Linked DNA regions of Zea mays: regions 1 and 2 are each linked to region 3. A link is a contact called in public Hi-C data. All regions are on one chromosome and are shown on one strand. The core of a region is the stretch at or near the end of the contact, and the rest is flanking DNA. Distances in the headings are between cores, read along the strand shown.

What was found. A called contact is a pair of places that touch in the nucleus more often than the background predicts.
Region 1: a Hi-C map of tassel shows a contact between it and region 3, with 4 times the contacts expected there. The contact joins the promoter of LOC100277789 here to the promoter of LOC100383907 in region 3. A contact is called at or near these places in 2 of 25 Hi-C or Micro-C datasets (ear and tassel).
Region 2: a Hi-C map of tassel shows a contact between it and region 3, with 2.5 times the contacts expected there. The contact joins the promoter of LOC100125638 here to the promoter of LOC100383907 in region 3. A contact is called at or near these places in 2 of 25 Hi-C or Micro-C datasets (ear and tassel).

What each region holds. Positions count from the first base shown.
Region 1 is chr7:35,362,109-35,365,359 of Zm-B73-REFERENCE-NAM-5.0, reverse strand. LOC100277789 reads right to left here and starts at 1,701. Exons shown (of 1, transcript NM_001151269.2): 1 at 1,073-1,701. The coding sequence starts at 1,634. The coding sequence ends at 1,188.
Region 2 is chr7:35,893,643-35,897,315 of Zm-B73-REFERENCE-NAM-5.0, reverse strand. It overlaps LOC100125638 (granule bound starch synthase IIa precursor), which reads left to right and starts at 2,381. Exons shown (of 14, transcript NM_001347904.1): 1 at 2,381-2,988.
Region 3 is chr7:35,625,291-35,628,960 of Zm-B73-REFERENCE-NAM-5.0, reverse strand. LOC100383907 reads right to left here and starts at 2,054. Exons shown (of 9, transcript NM_001362227.1): 1 at 1,962-2,054; 2 at 785-970; 3 at 538-655; 4 at 1-430. The coding sequence starts at 951.

The DNA.
Region 1 (3,251 bases), core at 452-2,951, 260 kb after region 3:
CTAAATAGTAGGTGACATTTAGTCCATTTAAATGTTTAGACTAACATCGATGAATAGACAACCAAAATCTCACTATACAACCCTAACAATAGAATAATTGCACACATGCATCTCCATGGGATGGTTCAACACAAGAATACAATGGTATACAAATATCTGAACTGTTAGCTCCAAATTTATATTTGGTACTGATTTTTTTTTGTTTAGTTATTTTTTAAAGCACATGTAGTCCAAATACCAAGTCATTCAATAAATTATAGCAAAAGTACATTTAAATTTTATAATGATGTGTTATTGGTAAAAGAATCAAATTTATTTTTAAAGATATCATTTGAATTTAATGAATTTAGGAAGAAAAATCAAAGTCAATTAAAGTTTGAACCGGTGAGATATGAATTTTGGAAGGTTGGTTGCTAGTTAGATTAGAGAAAAGGAAGAACACAAAACTGATTCGATAAAATGGTTGGGCCACTGCTAGTATGAATAGAGAGGGAGAGAGAGGTCAGCCCGCAGGCCGTGCAAGGCCAAGAGAATACCAGGTAAGGAAATGGGCTAGACTGAGTTCCTCCCGAGGCCAGGATGTGTTTATTAAAAACATTTAACTTTTGTTTTATTTCTAGGGAATTTTATATTTGTAGAGTTCTTACAAACTCGATCTAAAAATTCTACAAATTGGACGTTTGAGTCGAGGACTTATTTGCTTAGTATTTGAGGGCATTTTACTGTACGTTCGAGGAATGTGGTACGGGTCGTCATGAGAAAAGGAAGAAAAAAAATGCCATAAGCTGTTTATATAAATAATGGGTCGATTATATATGCTATGTTTTTGTCCTTTTACATATAAATTATAGAACAATAGTTTGTTTGATAAATTTATTTGTATTTAACTGAATATTGATCAAAGTTTTAAATTCCTGAGAAAATACAAATATAGAATGAATCGTTTGTGTCTATTAGCAAGCACCTTCATGACCGACTAGATTGCTCAGTTGTATCGGTCAATTTCTTAGCTCGTACAGTACGATTTTATCATGCAAATCATTCGGGAGGTGCGTGGCTGGATAGAAGATAAGGGTTTGGCAAATCACCTGCGCGCGAGCATACATTTGGGCAGCAACACCAACGCGAGAAACCAAACCACACAGAACTACATACAAATCGAAAGGAGCTAGAAATCTACTGACGAATCAATCCACGAACGCGTACTGCTCGTAGCGCACGCTGCAGTCCACGAGCACGGCCCTGGCACCGACGCTGTACCCGCAGGAGGCGTCCATCTGGCTCACGGCGGAGCGGAGGCAGGCAGCGCAGTCCGCGGCGGACAGCGCCGCCCGGCACGCGGCGTGCCCGTACGCGAAGGCGGCCGGGTACGGGGAGATGTCGTAGAAGTCGTGGCCTGCCCGGACCGGCGTGGCGGACAACAGCTCCGACAGCACGAACGTTAGGCTCGTCGCGAAGGGGTCCCCGGCGCCGTAGGACGCGCCATTGCACAGCACCGAGAGCGCCTCCGTGTTGGGCGTCGCGGCCATGGCGCCGCGCGTGTGCGAGGAAGCGAGCAGCAGCCACAGCATCAGCATGATGGGAGTAACGAGGAAGGGTGGCGGTGCTGGTGCCTGACGGGTTGGAGATGCCATGGTGCTCGATGTATTTTTGTGCGTGTATAGTAAGTAGCACCTTTTGACTGTGATCTTCTTGTTCTTGGGGAAAAAAATAGGCAAGACGTACGTATAGGTCGAGGCCGGCTTGGCCTGCCGGCCGGCCGGCATATGGTATGTGGTCTTTGTCATGGCGTGCGTCGTGGGATCCTCCTGTTGGGGACTTGTTCTTAAATGCTTCGAATTAAGAACAAGGCAACATAAAAAGTGTTAAGTGTTAAAGTCCTTCGTCCTTCGAAGCATTATGTCCCTTCGGGAAATAATGAGTTTCGGACGAAGATCATAAGAAACATACCTTCGTAAACATAACAAGTAATGACGAAGGATTCATATAAAGCATGAAATATAATATAAGCATCATCATAGGATCATTTCTATTTTATTAACATGGAAAAATAGAAATGATTTCAAATTACAAATGTACCTTCGGTCCTGAGAGAAGATAAAAAGTACAAGCGTGACGCAAAAGCAAAATGCCAAGTCAGCGTGAACAGTACGGGAGTACTGTTCATCTATTTATAGACGCGGGACACAGCCCACGTAAAATTACATTTATGTCCATTACATTTGTCAATGACTTATGGAAACCTGACAAGGTCCACGTAGTCTTTTCATCTTTAAGTCGGTTCCCCTCTCTGCTATCGCGACGAAGCTTCCCTGCGCACAGCTTCGGCTGTGCACCATCCTTCGTGGAGCTTGGTAATCAGCCCGTCCTTCGTCTGGTTCAGGCTTCGTCCTGACCGCACTTCATGTTCGTAATTCTGAGTCCGAAGGTACCTGTTCACATAATCTACTTGGAAAACATTGTTAAATCATGTTTTTGAGGACCTTCGGAGGACGAAGGCCCCCAACAGTAGCCCCTCGCAATATTAATTTGTTTGAAATAATAAATTCAGATTGCGACATGAACGAAGGCTTTATGCCGAAGGTCCGAAAAAACACCTTCCCTTTGCTAGAATAGCAACATTCAATGACAAGTGGGGTCTTTCAACTTTCAACGCATCAAGCGTATAAATACGGCCATACCGCAAACTTATTTTGCACGCTTTCTGGCCAACCACTCTTGCTCACTCATTTTTTAGCTCTCGTGCACTGTGATCTGCTAAGCTTTTAGCTTTGAAGCTTCGGCTTTGAAAACAGTTTTTTAGTGTTTCCGAAGATGTCTGAAGCTGCTAAGAAGGCTGCTGCTGAAATGAAGCTGAGTCTTGATGAAGAGAAGAACTTAGGGTTTCTTATAGCAATGTCGAAGACCAACACAGAAAAGATCACCAGGGAAATTCTGGAAGGGCTGTCTGAAGATACTGGTGACAGTGAAAGTTATGATGTGGACAGCGGTGGCGAAGACTCCGAAGATCGCCCCTGGCGACCAAGCCATTCAGTTTATGGTAAATCAACTATCAAAGAGAATCATCTTGTTAATATGAGAGGAAGGTATTTCCGGGATCTGTCCATTGTGAGGGCGGACGAAGGGGAAAAGACTTGTCCACACCCTGAAGAAAATGAAGTTGTGGTGTACCGAAGCTTTTTGAAAGCCGGATTGCGATTCCCCTTGAGCAGCTTCGTCGTGGAGGTGTTGAAAATCTTCGAAGTCTATCT
Region 2 (3,673 bases), core at 1,132-3,631, 270 kb before region 3:
GCCTCTAAGGCATCCTGCTGAAGCAACTCTAGTTTATCTTTGATGGCAAACAATGTCCTAGCTAGGATTTCTTCATCATGCATGTGGTCTAATGCATGATCAACTAAACCCCCCAGGGATTTTGTGGCATCCTCGGTACAGTCGACAAGGACTTTCATCAAAGCCTTCATCTTATCTTCTTGGGAGGATGCCATTAACAAATGGGCTGCAAACATTTAATTTATGAAGTAACATGTTCAAACCCTTTAAAAGCATATGCATTCTTGTAATGACAAAAGTTGGCAGATAATATTGCATACAAATTTTGTTTGAACCACTAGGGTGTCATAAAAACAAGGAAAAACATTACAAACTTGTAGCAAATATAAGGGAAGTAGAAACTAGAGATTCCAAATCATAACTGATATGTACAAGCACTTTCCTAAGATCTATCATAATGATGATGAAATGTAACAGACAAATTGTATCGTTACCCATATGAAAAACATGAACATGTCCAAATGCAAAATAGGATTTTCAGTAAAGTGAAGATGACATATGACATGTACACTTCGAATCATAAAACAAACAGACAGATGCAAACTTGGAAGTTGTACATATGAGTTATATAATTGTTGGCAGGTACACGGGAATGAACCTGCCAAGAACATTTTATACAGATTTCAAGGTTAGGAAAATAAGTGCCACAGAAATATAAAGGAAACTAGTAAGTGCAGAGACAAATGTTAGAGGTAATGTCATGAGAGAAAGACAAGTTTAAGTCTTCAACATTACATATCGTGCCACAGAAAATAAGTGATTCAGTGTTTTCGCTTATATTGGTGCATACTCATATAGTGCGAAAGGGTAACATTGCACATAAATTGCACAAATACATTGTCTTCAGTATGAAAACATGAAGAACAGTCCAATCAACACCACAAGGTACATATAATTGCTGGCATGCCTAATGTTATACTTCTGGTATACCAGGCGCCTAAATCACAGGATGAAAAACTTCCTAACTTCATACCTAGAACAGTTGTCTGGATCTGCTAAACTCCTATGGGCTTGGCAACAAAAATTACGATTTTTTAACACAGCTTCAGTGGTAATGTACATTTATCCTCACTGAAGTTTTCGTTTGATGGGGTAGAAGATGCTATACCTCTAGTAGGGATGGATCTGGGCCGCAAGACGGCGAATCAAACAAAATACGACTGGAGTTGTAAATCAATCGGGAAATAGAAAATGATTTGCCGTGGAGTTGTAAAGCAAAATACCTTAAGAAGGGGAGATTTACTGCCCACCAAGTCGAATCGAAGGGGATCCGTCTGGATCTGATGGCGCCGTTGATGGTCGGAGACGGAAGCCAACTAATCGGTCGCGAGAAACCTCGGCGGAAGCGGATTTTACCCCTCTTCGTCTTCGGTCGCGAACGGCACTGCGTGCTGACGACGTCGACTTCGTCTTCTGCGCACCCGAGCGGGGCCGGTGCCGACTCCACCGGCCGACGGGAGATCCGCCGCCGCGTCGCCTCGAAAAATCGCCCTTCCGCGGACGAGTGGAGACGGAGTGAGGTGGAGCGAGATGTTTCCGGTGTCTGGCGCGGGCGGCTCCTTCCGCGCGAAGAAGGCGAGGGGGCGGCTACAGTGAACCCCTGCATCTGGCGTGAGAGAGAAGAGCGTCGCGAGGAAGGGGAGAGGGTAGCGCTCACCGCTGCGCGAGGAAGGGGGAGACTGTAGCCCCTAAACGATGAACAATTTTAGCGTAGGGAAGGTGAAGAGGCATGCGTTGCAGTGAGTCTCAGGCACCGAGACGCACCAGTGTCGCCGCTGTGCCCAACTGCTTGTGTTGTGTGGCTGCGCCAGTGCGTTGGAGCCTGGAGCTCCCGGCTTCCAAGTTCCAACTTCCCAACAGCTAGCCCGCCACACCTCATCCAACAAACAACACCTGACTAATTAATACATGTGGATATATATTTTATTATTAATTTTTATCTTGTTGATTTCTAATTCACTATATTTTTCAGTGCTTAATTGTTCAATGTTAAACTTTATATCTATTTATCGAATTGTTTAATAAATTTACTATAAAATTATATCTGCATTCAATAGAATTGTATATATATATATTTTTGTTATTGACACACCCTATATAAAAGTCCTATGACGCTGCCATATGCTCGCCTCGTGTGGTTTAGCGCCACATTTGGCAGATAAAACTCTTTCTGGTGGAGCATTTTCGTCCGGATTTATTATCTTTTTGTAGGAGAAAGAAATAAAATCGCAGTACCTTTTTGAGGGCAGAAATAATTAAAAGTTCAAACCATCGTGGGGGGTCCGTCCCAGCACATGTGGCGTCGTTTCCTCGTGTCCCTCCGACACGCCGCCCTCCGTGGCTGCCTGCCGCTAACCGACGCCGGCGCACATCGCCTTTTCCCGCCTCCGGAACCAACGGCTCACGCTCCCCACCACTTCCCCCGCGCCCCTGCCGCGCACGGGGAAGACCACGAATTCTAGGCCCTTTTCCGCTGCTGGGCCCAGGGACGAACCGACGGCCCTCGTGCCGCCTGCCCGCCCCGAGGCCCCCACTTGCCCTTGCCTCACATCTCACCTTTTGCCTCGGCATATTCGCCTCCGATCGAACGCAGTCGCGGGCCGGTGCGGGTACGCTGCTGGTGAGGCGCCCGCGGCCCACCACCCCATGTCACCATGTGCGGTGGCCGCCGTGCTGGTGATGCGGGCAGCGGCCGGTGCAGCGATTGTGTGGCGCCCGTGCGCTAGCCACTAGGCGGGGCGCACGCCGCCTGTCACGTGGGCGATATTTTTCCTGGCCCTCGGCGGTCGGCGCGCTGCGTCGCCGCTTGCTTCCTCCTCTACTTGAGTGCCGAGTCGCCTCCGCGCTCTGCAGTCCCCCGACCCGGAGCCAAAGCCAACAAACAGCCGCTCCGCCTTCTTCCGCGGCTGCAGCCAGCGCGAGGTACCTGGCTGGCATTTTGCATTTGAGGTCCTTTCCTGCTTCCTGATCTTCTCCTCTACGCCCCTTTCGTTTCAAAATGCACTTGGGATTTGGGGGGGGGGGGGCAGTGGGCACTGCAGAGGGGGCTAGCAGAAGTTCTGGGGATTGCATGCTTTTTGTCCACCGTGAAGTTGTCTTTGTTCTGTGGTTTTGCACTTGGGACTTGGCTTCGGATTTTGGACAGTGTGACGTTCGTGTGCGCTAAGGTTTGCTAACCTTACTGTTTATTGTTTCACAATGTGCAAAATCAATCTCATTCTTACTCATCCCGTGCATCCTGCTCCGTGCACGCTCCCTATTTCGGCTTCAGTATCTGGGAGAGTACTATGTTCTCCCTTGGAGCGTCTGCCCGAATCCAGAGGTAGTTTGGTCAGGGGGGTTCCGAGAAAGTGATCCTGGGGTCACCTCTTCCACGCAAACGCGTTGTGTTGCTAGAAGTTTACTTAGAGGCACTTAATATGATGTTTTCGTATCAGGGCACCATTTCCTACATGAATCATTACACTCAGCCCTACGTGCCGTCACGTGCACACTTCTCTGATGGCAGGATCACGCCTTCTGAACAAATCTAGCACATCTTTTGGATATGCCAATAAAACACTGTTGTCCGAAGTACATGGGGGGTTGTATAATAACTTATTGACTCATGATACTTTTCATATTGGATCTAATA
Region 3 (3,670 bases), core at 805-3,304:
AGTTGAGCGCCTCCCCGTCGGGGGTGGTGGGCAGCCACAGCGGCTCCCCCTTGGTGGCGAGCAGCAGGAACTGGTCCATGGCGGCCTCCGCGTGGCCGCGGAGCCGAGCGGCGCGGTCGGCCACGGGGCGGGCGACGGAGCTGGAGGAGACGACGACTGCCGCTGCTGCTGGGCCTGGGGGCGCCGGCGCCGAGAGCAGGATCTGGTTGAGCAGCGCGGTGGCGCGCGCGTACTCGCCCCTGAGCCGCGCGTTCTCCGCCACCAGGCGCCTGCTCTCCGGCGGCAGCTCGGCGGGCGCCGCCGCCGTCGTCGCGCCGCCGCATGCGAGGCAGGACCCGGTCAGTATGGCGTGCCGGAGCGACGCGTTCTCGGCCATCAGCGCGGCGTTCTCCTGCTGGACCACCCTGTTGTTCTGCGCCAGGGCCTTCGCCTGCATGCACGAAGAAACTCGTGACTGCCAATTCGTTGTACACATTTGGTCGTGCATGCATGGAAAACGTGGTGCTTGTGTGTGACTGGTGACGGTGGTGATCTGACCTGCGTCTGGGAGCGTTGGTTCTGGAACCAGTACTGCACCTGCCTGCCCTCCAGGCCAATCTTTGCGCCGAGCGCGCGGCGTGTCGGCGCATCTGGGTGGTCACACCGTTGGTATGCACTGCACAGCACAGCACAGCACAGGATACTGTAGATGTAAGCGTAGTACTCAAGCATTTTTTTAAAAAAAATCCAGAGTAAACCATGAAGGCATTAATCGATTAATTCTTTCTCGGTTCTACTGTATTACGCTCTGAGTTCCCGAATCTGCTCCAGGGTGTGGCGCTTCTGGCGTTTGGACGCCGTCTCGGGCTCTGGAGTGTAGTCCTCGTCGTCGTTGTAGTCCTCCTCCTCATCATCAGTGTAATCAGTGTCCTCGTCGGTATAATCATTGGCCTGCTGCTCTTCTTTCTCCATGGGTTACCTTGTAGTAGTACTAGTAGAAGATTAAAAGGTGTAATCAATGCTTCTTCGGTTACCGACTAGTAGGAGGTAACGGGTTCAAATAAATGGGAACCGTCGATTTTCTTTCTATTTTATGAATTAGTTCAAATTGTAAATAAAGACAGAAAGAAAGACCGTTAAACAAGTGATGTCATAAACACGTCCTGGTAACCGTGACTTTAGGTTATACATGTCTCGTGACAACATATCGTGTAAAATAGGGGATTTACACTGTTTACAGAGTGAAGTTTGAAATAAGGGATGAGATATAAAAGACACGGGAGACAATTATATGTGTACATGACATTGTTATCAAACTATGGTTTTCTATAATATTAGTTAGCACGGTTACAAGATGCTCACATTATATGCATGATAAACAACTCATATGAATTTTTAAAAAAAATACATAAGCCTAACATGCCAGCTAATATAGGAGGTACACAGCTCCTAACATGACAGCTAATATAGGAGGTACACAGCTAACACCCAAGCGTTACACACACAGAAAAGTTAACATGTCATATCCTTCCCGTTCTCAACTCATTTTTCACTTTAGAGCCCGTTCGTTTTGATTTCAATCCATGTTGATTGCACAGGATTGAATGTATTTAAATCTCTAGTAAGTCAAAATTATTACTAACTTTTTTAATGTCATCCAATCCATATAGAATAGGAATAACTGCACGAGGCCTTACTATGATAGAGCAGGCCAAAACGAGGGGTTATTTTCCGGCTCGATCTCAATGGCTTCCTCTTGCCTAGAGTGGCCACTTATGCGTTAGAGGGTTGGGGAAAGCCTCAATCGGTGTAGGCTACTACGTTTGTACTAGTAGGTTAGGGTTCAATTTATCACATATTAACTGTAGAGAATTATAACCACGCGATGTAGTTAAACAAACATCCCATGGTTATTTTACAATGCCACAGAAAAGTCTAACTTAAAAACACAAATTAAAATGTGAAAGGTGGTCAATAGATACCTTTGAGGTAAGCCTTCGTTCCCTTTGCCGAAACCAAGAAGAGAAAACTATCGGAGTATGGCTCTTGAAAATTAGAATAGTAGCGGTGCGACGAGCAAGTGCTCTGGGGATGAAAAATGATACGGGTGCCTACGCGTATTTAACGACGTTTATGGCCATGTAAATTACTAAACTGCCCATAAAAAGTTCAAACTCTAAATATAGTTGTATATTAATACAATACAATATAATATCTAGAAGCTATCAGTTACTAATTGATATAGTACTATATGCATACTACTAAAAAAGATACATTAATTTCATTGAATAATATAGATATCATCACATATGGAATTTATATCTTTATGTGGTTTATTATGGCATGCTTCATTCTTGGTTGTCATAACTAGCACTATTTCACAACTTCTTATATGATTCACCAGGAGTTATAGTTTCTTTTGGCAATGCTTAACTCTATCCAAAAAATAATGGTGCATATTTATCTTAAGCACCACCAAGAAGAGATATACAACATTAGTATAGTAGGTTTATTAAAACCTCCTTCTATCTGCTCATTTGAGATAATTCGCATTGGTGTCTTCTAAGTACTATGGAATGTGACATTGTCTATTTTTAGAAATGCCCTAAGGATTTTAGAAATTTGACCCACTATCTAACTTGTCATCTCTAAATAGTTATCATGTTTGGGTATTTTATTACTAGTTACTTGATGTAAATTGAAATTCAACATGGAGGTAAAATTTGATAACCTCACCATTTTACAGAAACCCCCTTGAAGCTTCATAGAGAGCCAACTATAGTGGCGTAACCCCACCCTAGCGTTGGCAGCTCAACATCCAGTGTCTTCTCTTCTCTTCTTTCTTAGGATCAATAAAATGAATGGACACATACTATATTGGTGGCAAATGGGAAGATAGCTTGTCACTATTCGAAGGGCTTGCAACAACAATCTTGTCCTTGGAGAGTTGACGATCAAATGTCAAAGGATTATTTTTTGTCAAAAAAGGAAAACACAATAGCATATTTAAAAAACCTTAGGCAATTTGGTGTGCTGGCGTAGAAGATCACAATGATGGTGGAAGCCTTAGGCCGCTCAACCACAACAATGAGCTTCATAAAGATCATATGCCTAAGATAACATCTTTTAGTTCTAGCCATTTAGATGACAACATAATCTTAGGGCTAACATCTATGCTAAAGATATGTTATAATGGGACCTAGCCATGCAAGGTTAAAAGTTTGATCAACATTTGAGTTAAAACAAAGAAGAAATTATCTCGATTAGGCCCATTATATATTATATAATGGAGTCATATGTAAATGGGCCAGGAAGATAGTGACCAATAGATGATACGATGAAAAGAGGAATCACCCAACAAATCATTTGATGCACATCAAAGAGCTAGCATAGTTGAAGAAACTAGCAGATCAAGGCTAACAAGAAGATCTTGTGTCCTGAAGTTCATGTAAACAAGCCAACACGTCAAAGTCTATTATAGATGATTAGTACAAATTTAATGCTAATGCTTCCACAAAAATCATGTGGATATAAGCATTACTATTAGAACTTGGAATTGATGCTCCTAGAGCGCCTAAAACTATGGTTGCCTTTCTACCAATCTAGTTTTTCATGCTTATCCAAACATATAGATGTGTGTATAGGCAATAATACCAGGATACATAAAAGTACCAGAAAGAGAGTTAGGAGG